2 separate regions of the Triticum aestivum genome follow, and region 2 is linked to region 1. The links are chromatin contacts, called in public Hi-C maps. All regions are on one chromosome and are shown on one strand. The core of a region is the stretch at or near the end of the contact, and the rest is flanking DNA. Distances in the headings are between cores, read along the strand shown.

The links. A called contact is a pair of places that touch in the nucleus more often than the background predicts.
Region 2: a Hi-C map of leaf shows a contact between it and region 1, with 3 times the contacts expected there. The contact joins the promoter of LOC123079116 here to the promoter of LOC123079115 in region 1. A contact is called at or near these places in 2 of 5 Hi-C or Micro-C datasets (both in leaf).

What each region holds. Positions count from the first base shown.
Region 1 is chr3D:392,488,520-392,492,019 of IWGSC CS RefSeq v2.1, forward strand. It overlaps LOC123079115 (protein VTE6, chloroplastic), which reads right to left and starts at 1,772. Exons shown (of 5, transcript XM_044501792.1): 1 at 1,294-1,772; 2 at 1-79. The coding sequence starts at 1,698.
Region 2 is chr3D:392,807,866-392,811,365 of IWGSC CS RefSeq v2.1, forward strand. It overlaps LOC123079116, which reads left to right and starts at 1,734. Exons shown (of 3, transcript XM_044501793.1): 1 at 1,734-1,931; 2 at 2,015-2,333. The coding sequence starts at 1,897.

The DNA of each region.
Region 1 (3,500 bases), core at 522-3,021:
GACCTCTCCTTCCTCCTTTTTTCTCAGCCACTCCCAAAGCTTCTTTTTGTTTTATCTTTAACTTGGTCACTGCTGTGCCCTGCATATTAAAAGCAAAATAAATAACCTAGACTGATGATGTACTAGGATTGACATGATGGATACAGCAGATTAGTTGCCTTTGTCAGGTAGTGCAACCAGCCTAAGGAGGGTCATGGAACTATGTCCCACAATCGACAGAACACATACATCCATAAATTTAGAACTGCTTGCTTTCCGAACAGGCAGTGGAAGTAGCACAGCAAACATTGCTTATCAATGAACAGAATAATCATACATTGTGATTATTTATTTTATGGCAATACATATTTAAATAATTTCACAGGAAATACCAATCTCAATTCTCCTTAGCAAGGGCAAATCATAAACTGGAGAAAAGTGCATCTCTTATGCACAACCTCCACCTGATTTGAAGATTAAAACATGCGTTGATCACTCATTCATGATTCATCTGTGGTTCTAAAGAGCAGAACAAATAAAGGAAGTTTGGAAGTTTTGGCAAAGTCTGGATTTCCTAACTGGCAAGATTGCCAAATCAAGACTATCCCTATTTCAATATATATGCAGCATGCGGAGAAGAGCGACCCCCTTACTAGCCCATTTCTCTCCCTATAGCAGGGGAGGTGAAACCTTCCCTTCCAGATTGCTGGCATCAGGATGATCTACCTGGGTGAATGTCACAGCAGCCTGCACCGAAAATGGCATTCTAGCTTTCTAAGCATTTTGGCTTGCTGTTTGCATAGGCTTTGAAAAGGTTCTGTCTCCACCACTGATATACAGATTTGCATGGGTACGAAACTAGAGTAATTCAGATTTCCGGTCAATTCATGTACAAACTTGAGCAAGACAGAAATATGAAACTATCTTGTCTGTAATCAAGTCTATAAAGCTAGTTTATCTCTTACAATTTTGACAAACTTGGCTGTGGGAAATTGCTATTTTGCATCAATGCTGACAGACACCAGAAAGCACCAATTTCCATTACCAAGGCTAGGCAATTCGCTAGAAGACACCCCAATCGCTAAAATAATATTTATTGGGCAGGGAGTAGAGAGAACACCGATGAAACATGTCATATTAAGAAATGAAGATAATCGGGCGGTGACAACCCCTCAACAGAAATTCTAAACCGTGACAAAAACGGCATTTCTGAAAATTTTCAGATTTATCACAGCACCTCAGACATGCAATTCAAAAACACTAAGCCTGTCGGTGCGAAGCACCAGCCGGCAACGCAGCACCCGATCCACTCACCACCACGAAGTAGGCGGCGACGAGGAGGTAAGCCCGGGCCCCAAATGCGCGCCAGGTGAGGGTGCCGAGGACGTAGGCGGCCGCGATGCCGGAGGCGGAGAGGCCGGAGAGGAGCAGCGGCGTGCCCGCGACGAAGATGGCGGCGTTGGTGGTGGCAGCCGAGCTCCACGTAGGCGGAGACGCCTGGAAGGCGCCGGCGACCGCGTCCCGGAGGCCCGCCGCCGCGGCGGCAATGTCCGGTAGAGCGCGCGGAGGGGCAGGTGACAGGTGGCGCGAAACCCTGCTCCGGCGAGGGGCTAGGGGCAGGGTCCTGGGCGCGAGGAGGGAGGGAGAGCCGGATGGGAGGAGGGGACGAGGCGGAGAGGAGAGGGGGCCGTGGAGCAGCGGCAGGAGACCGCACGCCATTTTCCGCCGCCGTCTAGTCTTTTTTTTTTTAGACTCGCCACAGTCTCTAGTCTTGGACGCCTTCGACTCTTGTCAACCGTACGAGACTCCTCAGCACGCATACCACTAAATACGCCTTCGCGTATGGTTTGTGGTAGCGCTTTGAAGACGTCTTCTGGTCGGGTTTACGGAGTAATGAAGGTGCGTTTCCAGTTAGGCATGTCGGGCGTGGGTATAAAACATCGCGCCCCCGTCCAACCCTGGGCGACGCCGCCGCCCGCTTTCTATTCAAACCCTAGCCGCCATCGCAGATGGCGATCTACGTCTCCCAATTCCCGATACGTTTCGTTGGTGTTTTCTTCCGAGATCTCGTGCGCGTTTCTTGCTTCTTCTTCTTGCTGCCAAGTGATGTTTGGGTTATTGCGCAAGGGCTTTGAGCAGTTCATGGCATGGTTTTTGCCTGACGCGATGAGATCACAAGTTATTTACCATCCCTTCTGATGGCAGCACCTCGTTCATCTCTCTCCCTTTCGTTTGATGATGGTTGTATGCAATTAAGCAAGAAAATTGTGCCGTTCCGAGTTGGTTTTGGTATTAACAATCTGGTGCCTTTTTGCCCTCGTTTACTTTTCACAAAATCTTCCGTTGCCAAGTGATGTTTGGGTTATTGCGCAAGGGCTTTGAGCAATTCGTTGGCACTTTTGTGCTAATGCTGTGAGATAAAACTACATGAGATCCCTCCTGATGGCAATTTGGTACTCAAGTCTTATCTTAGTAAACGACATGGATGTCGTGCTCTCTGCAGTTTGTAGATATTTTGCGCTGTTTTTCTGTGTTGTACCTCTATAGCATCAGAGAGTGTTTTTCATGAAGCATTAGACGGTGTAATTTGTATGGACTCGTATTTCTTCTATTCAACAGAATATTTGTGTACTGTTGAAGTGCAAGTCGACCAAATCCCACTGCTACTGCAGACCCTATAACACACTCCCTTCGTAAACTAATATAAAAACGTTTAGATCACGAAAATTGTAATCTAAACACTTTCATATATTAATTTACAGAGGGAGTATCAAATTGGTTTAAAATGAAGATCACTAGCAGAACTCATTTGGCAAACCGGCACATAGAGAACTACTCCCTCTGTTCCAAAATAGATGGCTCAAGAGTCATCGTCATCTATTTTGGAATAAAGGGAGTATATGACACAAAAATATGGAGGAGAGTTTTGACAAAAGCCTACCACTTTAGGGGTTTACGTCCCACTGAACTATCACTTTTAAAAATGACTAAAACCTATCATTTTTTTTATTGTGACAAAAAACTACCACTTTCGCATAATGGCGCGTTTAGTCAATTTTGTTTATTTTGATTGTTAGGTTGACCGTTATGATAGGTGGGTCCCGCATGTCAGCATCATCCTTTTCTTCCTCCTCCTCTCTTTCTTTGGAATTTTAGCAAACACCTCATGTGCACCTCTACCGCGGTGGAAGACCTGCCTTTCCAACAGCACGAGGCCGTTCGTCATGTTGCTACACACGGCGGCGAGCTCTGTCACGGCCTCCATCTCTCCGTTGAGCGGGATGGGCGTTGCATCGAGCTCCAACCGCTAGCGGCTCGCCGGCGAACTGCAATGACCACACCGCCAGTGATTTTTTTGTCGCCCGAACTGCATGCAGTCGTTGGCCGTACTCCACGCCGCCGTTTGCCGTACTGCACACCCGCAAGTGCCACCCTTTTGCCGATGGGGGTGGAGCAACTGCGCGCGTGGTGGGGGCCCTCCCCCTCTGCTCGCCGTGCGGGTAGGGTGAGAGAGGTTGGTC
Region 2 (3,500 bases), core at 484-2,983, 320 kb after region 1:
AGGCCTTGCCTTTTCGATCGATGTTGCTTTTGTGCTAGCCTTCTTAAGGCAAACTTGTCTAACTCATGTCTGTACTCAGATAATGTTGCTTCCGCTGACTCATGTGTATTCGAGCTTATGTATTCGAGCCCTCGAGGCCCCTGACTTGTAATATAAAGCTTGTATTATTTTAATTTGTGTCTAGAATTGTGTTGTGATATCTTCCCGTGAGTCCTTGATCTTGATCGTACACATTTGCGTGTATGATTAGTGTACGATTGAATCGAGGGCGTCACAATACCCCATTGTCACCACGGGTATTCATAGCAAGACATACACCAAGTGTTCTCAAATTCATAGAAGTATTCAATCTGATAATAATGAAATCTCAAAAGGAAAACTCAATTCATCACAACGAGATAGAGAGGAGAAAACACCATATGATCCAACTATATTAACAAAGCTCACGATACATCAAGATCGTGCCAAATCAAGAACACGAGAGAGATATTAAACACATAGCTACTAGTACAAACTCTCAGCCTTGAGTGTGGACTACTCCTTCCTCACCATGGAGACCATAGGGATGATGAAGATGGCTTCCGGTGATGAATTCCCCTCCGGCAGGGTGTCGGAACGGAGTCTAGATTGGTTTTCATGGCTATAGACGCTTGCCGCGGCGGAACTTCTGATCTAGTGTTATTTCTGGGGGCTTCTCTATTTATAGGATTTTTTGGCGTTGGTTTCACACTAAGACGAGTCTCGAGATGAGCACAACCCACCACGCCTCGGGCTGGGCTCCAGGCGCGCCCTGGTGGGTTGTGCCCTCCTCGTGGCTCTTCTGGCCCTCCCATGAAGCTTCGGGGGTCTCTTTTGTTCAAAAAAAATATTCAAAAAGTTTCAGCCCATTCCGAGAATTTTATGTCTGCACAAAAAACAACACCACGGTAGTTTTGCTGAAAACAGCGTCAGTCCGGGTTAGTTTCGTGCAAATCATACCAAAACCATATAGAATTGTTGTAACATGACATGAATACTTCATAAATTATAGATACGTTGGAGACGTATCAACCCTCTGTCACCGCCGCTGCCACAGCACGGGCCGCTACGTCGCCCGGTATCGCCGCCGCCACACCGCCAGGGCAGCCAATTGCCGCATCCGGAACTCCCACGCCGCGTTGCCCCGTGCTAGCTGCCGATGCACTGCCTCCCCATACCGCACCTCGCCGTTTAGCGTCACACGTGTCAGTGACATGCGGGGCCTACGCCATTGTAACTAAAAAAAATAAACATCCATTGCAACTAAAAATAAAAATAAACATATTTTTACAGAAAAGAGGTTTACAGGAAATGAGAAAAGTTGTTGTCTGCCAACTTCTCGTAAATTATACGGTCAATCCGTAATATTTTTTTATGGGAAGATTTTTAGAGGAGCTATTGGAGTTGCTCTAATACTTTATTTTTTTTGAGAAACACAATTATTAATTATTTTCCGAGGTGCAAGATTATTATTCCACCCAAATTGCTGCAATTTTTGTACATTCCAGCCAAATTTTGCATGGGGTCAGAGTCAGACGGCCGGCTTTTTTTAGGGAAGAGTCATACTCATACGGCCGGCTGCCTCTTCCTTGTTGGTCCTCTCGGGTCTTGGCCCACCACGAGAGTGTACAGCGCACCATGACGGGAAGAAGAGACCAGGGGCGCGCCTCCCGACGCAACAGGGAGTTAATAAAATGCAGTCTGGTCAGGTCCAGCGTCAAATCCGCCGCGCACTGGGTCCCGCCTCGTCACTCCCTCCCAAGCCCCCCAACTTCTTTTTGTCAACTTGTTCCGCCTTCTCTCCCAGCCTCGCTCGTAGCTTCGCAGCCCTCCCGGCCAACGACCCTCGCCGGCGAGGCGCACCGCGCGGGAGCCAAAATGGCCGCGGCGGAGGCCGAGGCTTTCTCCATACGGTACCCTACTCTCGTCTTGCATCCGCTTGTTTTCTCGGGACACGCGGCTGATGCATGCTGACCTGTTCGACCGAATGCCGCAGGGGGTTCGCCGCCAGGATGCGGGCCGTGGACGCGGCCAAGTGCTGGCCATTCGGAGGCTCCGAGGACGGGGACTCGGAGACGCCGCAGCTCCCGCCAATGGACCCGACGCCGCGGTCGCGCTGGTGGGCCGACGAGCTTGCGGCGTTGCGGGCGCTGCCGGGTGTCTGCGCTGCGGGCGGAGACTTCGCCGTGGGTGGTGGCATGGGAGATGGTTTGGGGAAGGCGACGAAGAGGAAGGGATCTCGCGGGAGCGGCGGTGCCGAGAGGGCTAAGAGGCGGCGGAGAGCGCTCCAGTATAGCCTCTTTCTGAAGCACAAGGTACGCTTGGTGCCCCCGCTTTGCTTGCCCTTGCCCCGAGTATTCGCGCTAGTAGCCGTTCTCTGGGTTCAACTTCATATATGATGTTCAGTTTAGTACTAGCTTTTAGGAAGGCCCTTGTTACATTGGTAATTTAATGTCATTTGCTTGCTCTATGTTTCTGCTGGTAGACATAAACAGTGAACACAATGCGTCCAACAAGACCCACATTATGTAGCACCGCGGTTAAAATTTCTGCTGCAATGTGCCTGTTTTAGCCATTTGAAGGTGGAGTGGTGGACATTGGAAGTAGATGTTTAATCCATAGGATTTAGAGGTAGTAATCCAATACCTTGATTAATTGAACGAAAAACCACACCCTGCATCGCCCTCCCCGGATGGTGGTTGCCGGGCTTGTTCTGGCCCGCAGCGACGGCGAAGGATAGGTCCACAAGCGGCGGCTTGAGCCGACAGGGGCTTGGTGCTGGCGGTTGGCCGCATTGGTGGTCCGTCAGCCGACAGCTCCCCATCGGCGCGACATCAGGACCTGTCGCCAGCGTCTGTATGGCAATGAAGGCATGGTTCCTGCTCCCTCGGCGGCCGGGGTGATACACAGCAAATTATAGGGGTGGCCTGATCTTCATGATTGGACAGGGATTCATGGATGAACACGAGGAACAAGGGAGGAATAGGATTAAGAGGGACACACGCAAGGATAAGGTTCACAACAAAAGTACTAACTCAAATCGTAAGGTCAATGCGAGAGGAACCTCAAGATCCAATAACAAGCAAATGAAAGAAAAAACATGGCGGTAGTTCATCCCTAAATCTCCATGAGAAATGGAGGGCTTGAGAGATAGTTCGTCCCTAATTGGAAGAGAGGAGGCGTTGTAATCCAGAAGGATTCATCACCACATAGAGGTCTTGTAAGCCGGTTGGATTCTTCTCTGCATAGGACGCCTTGATCCCCTTGGGGTAGGTATATTGAGCAAAGCTCTCCCAAGTTGTTTGTGTATACTTTGCTAACACTAGATCTATTGAGGGGCATGGTATTTATAGTCTAGGACGAAAGGGTACGGGGAGGAGATACACGGGCGCTACCCAAAAAATGTGCATAAACAGTACTACCGGACAATCCAGGTTGGGGGCGGAAAGTCCGGTTGTGCTATCCTTTGGCGCCATTTTGCA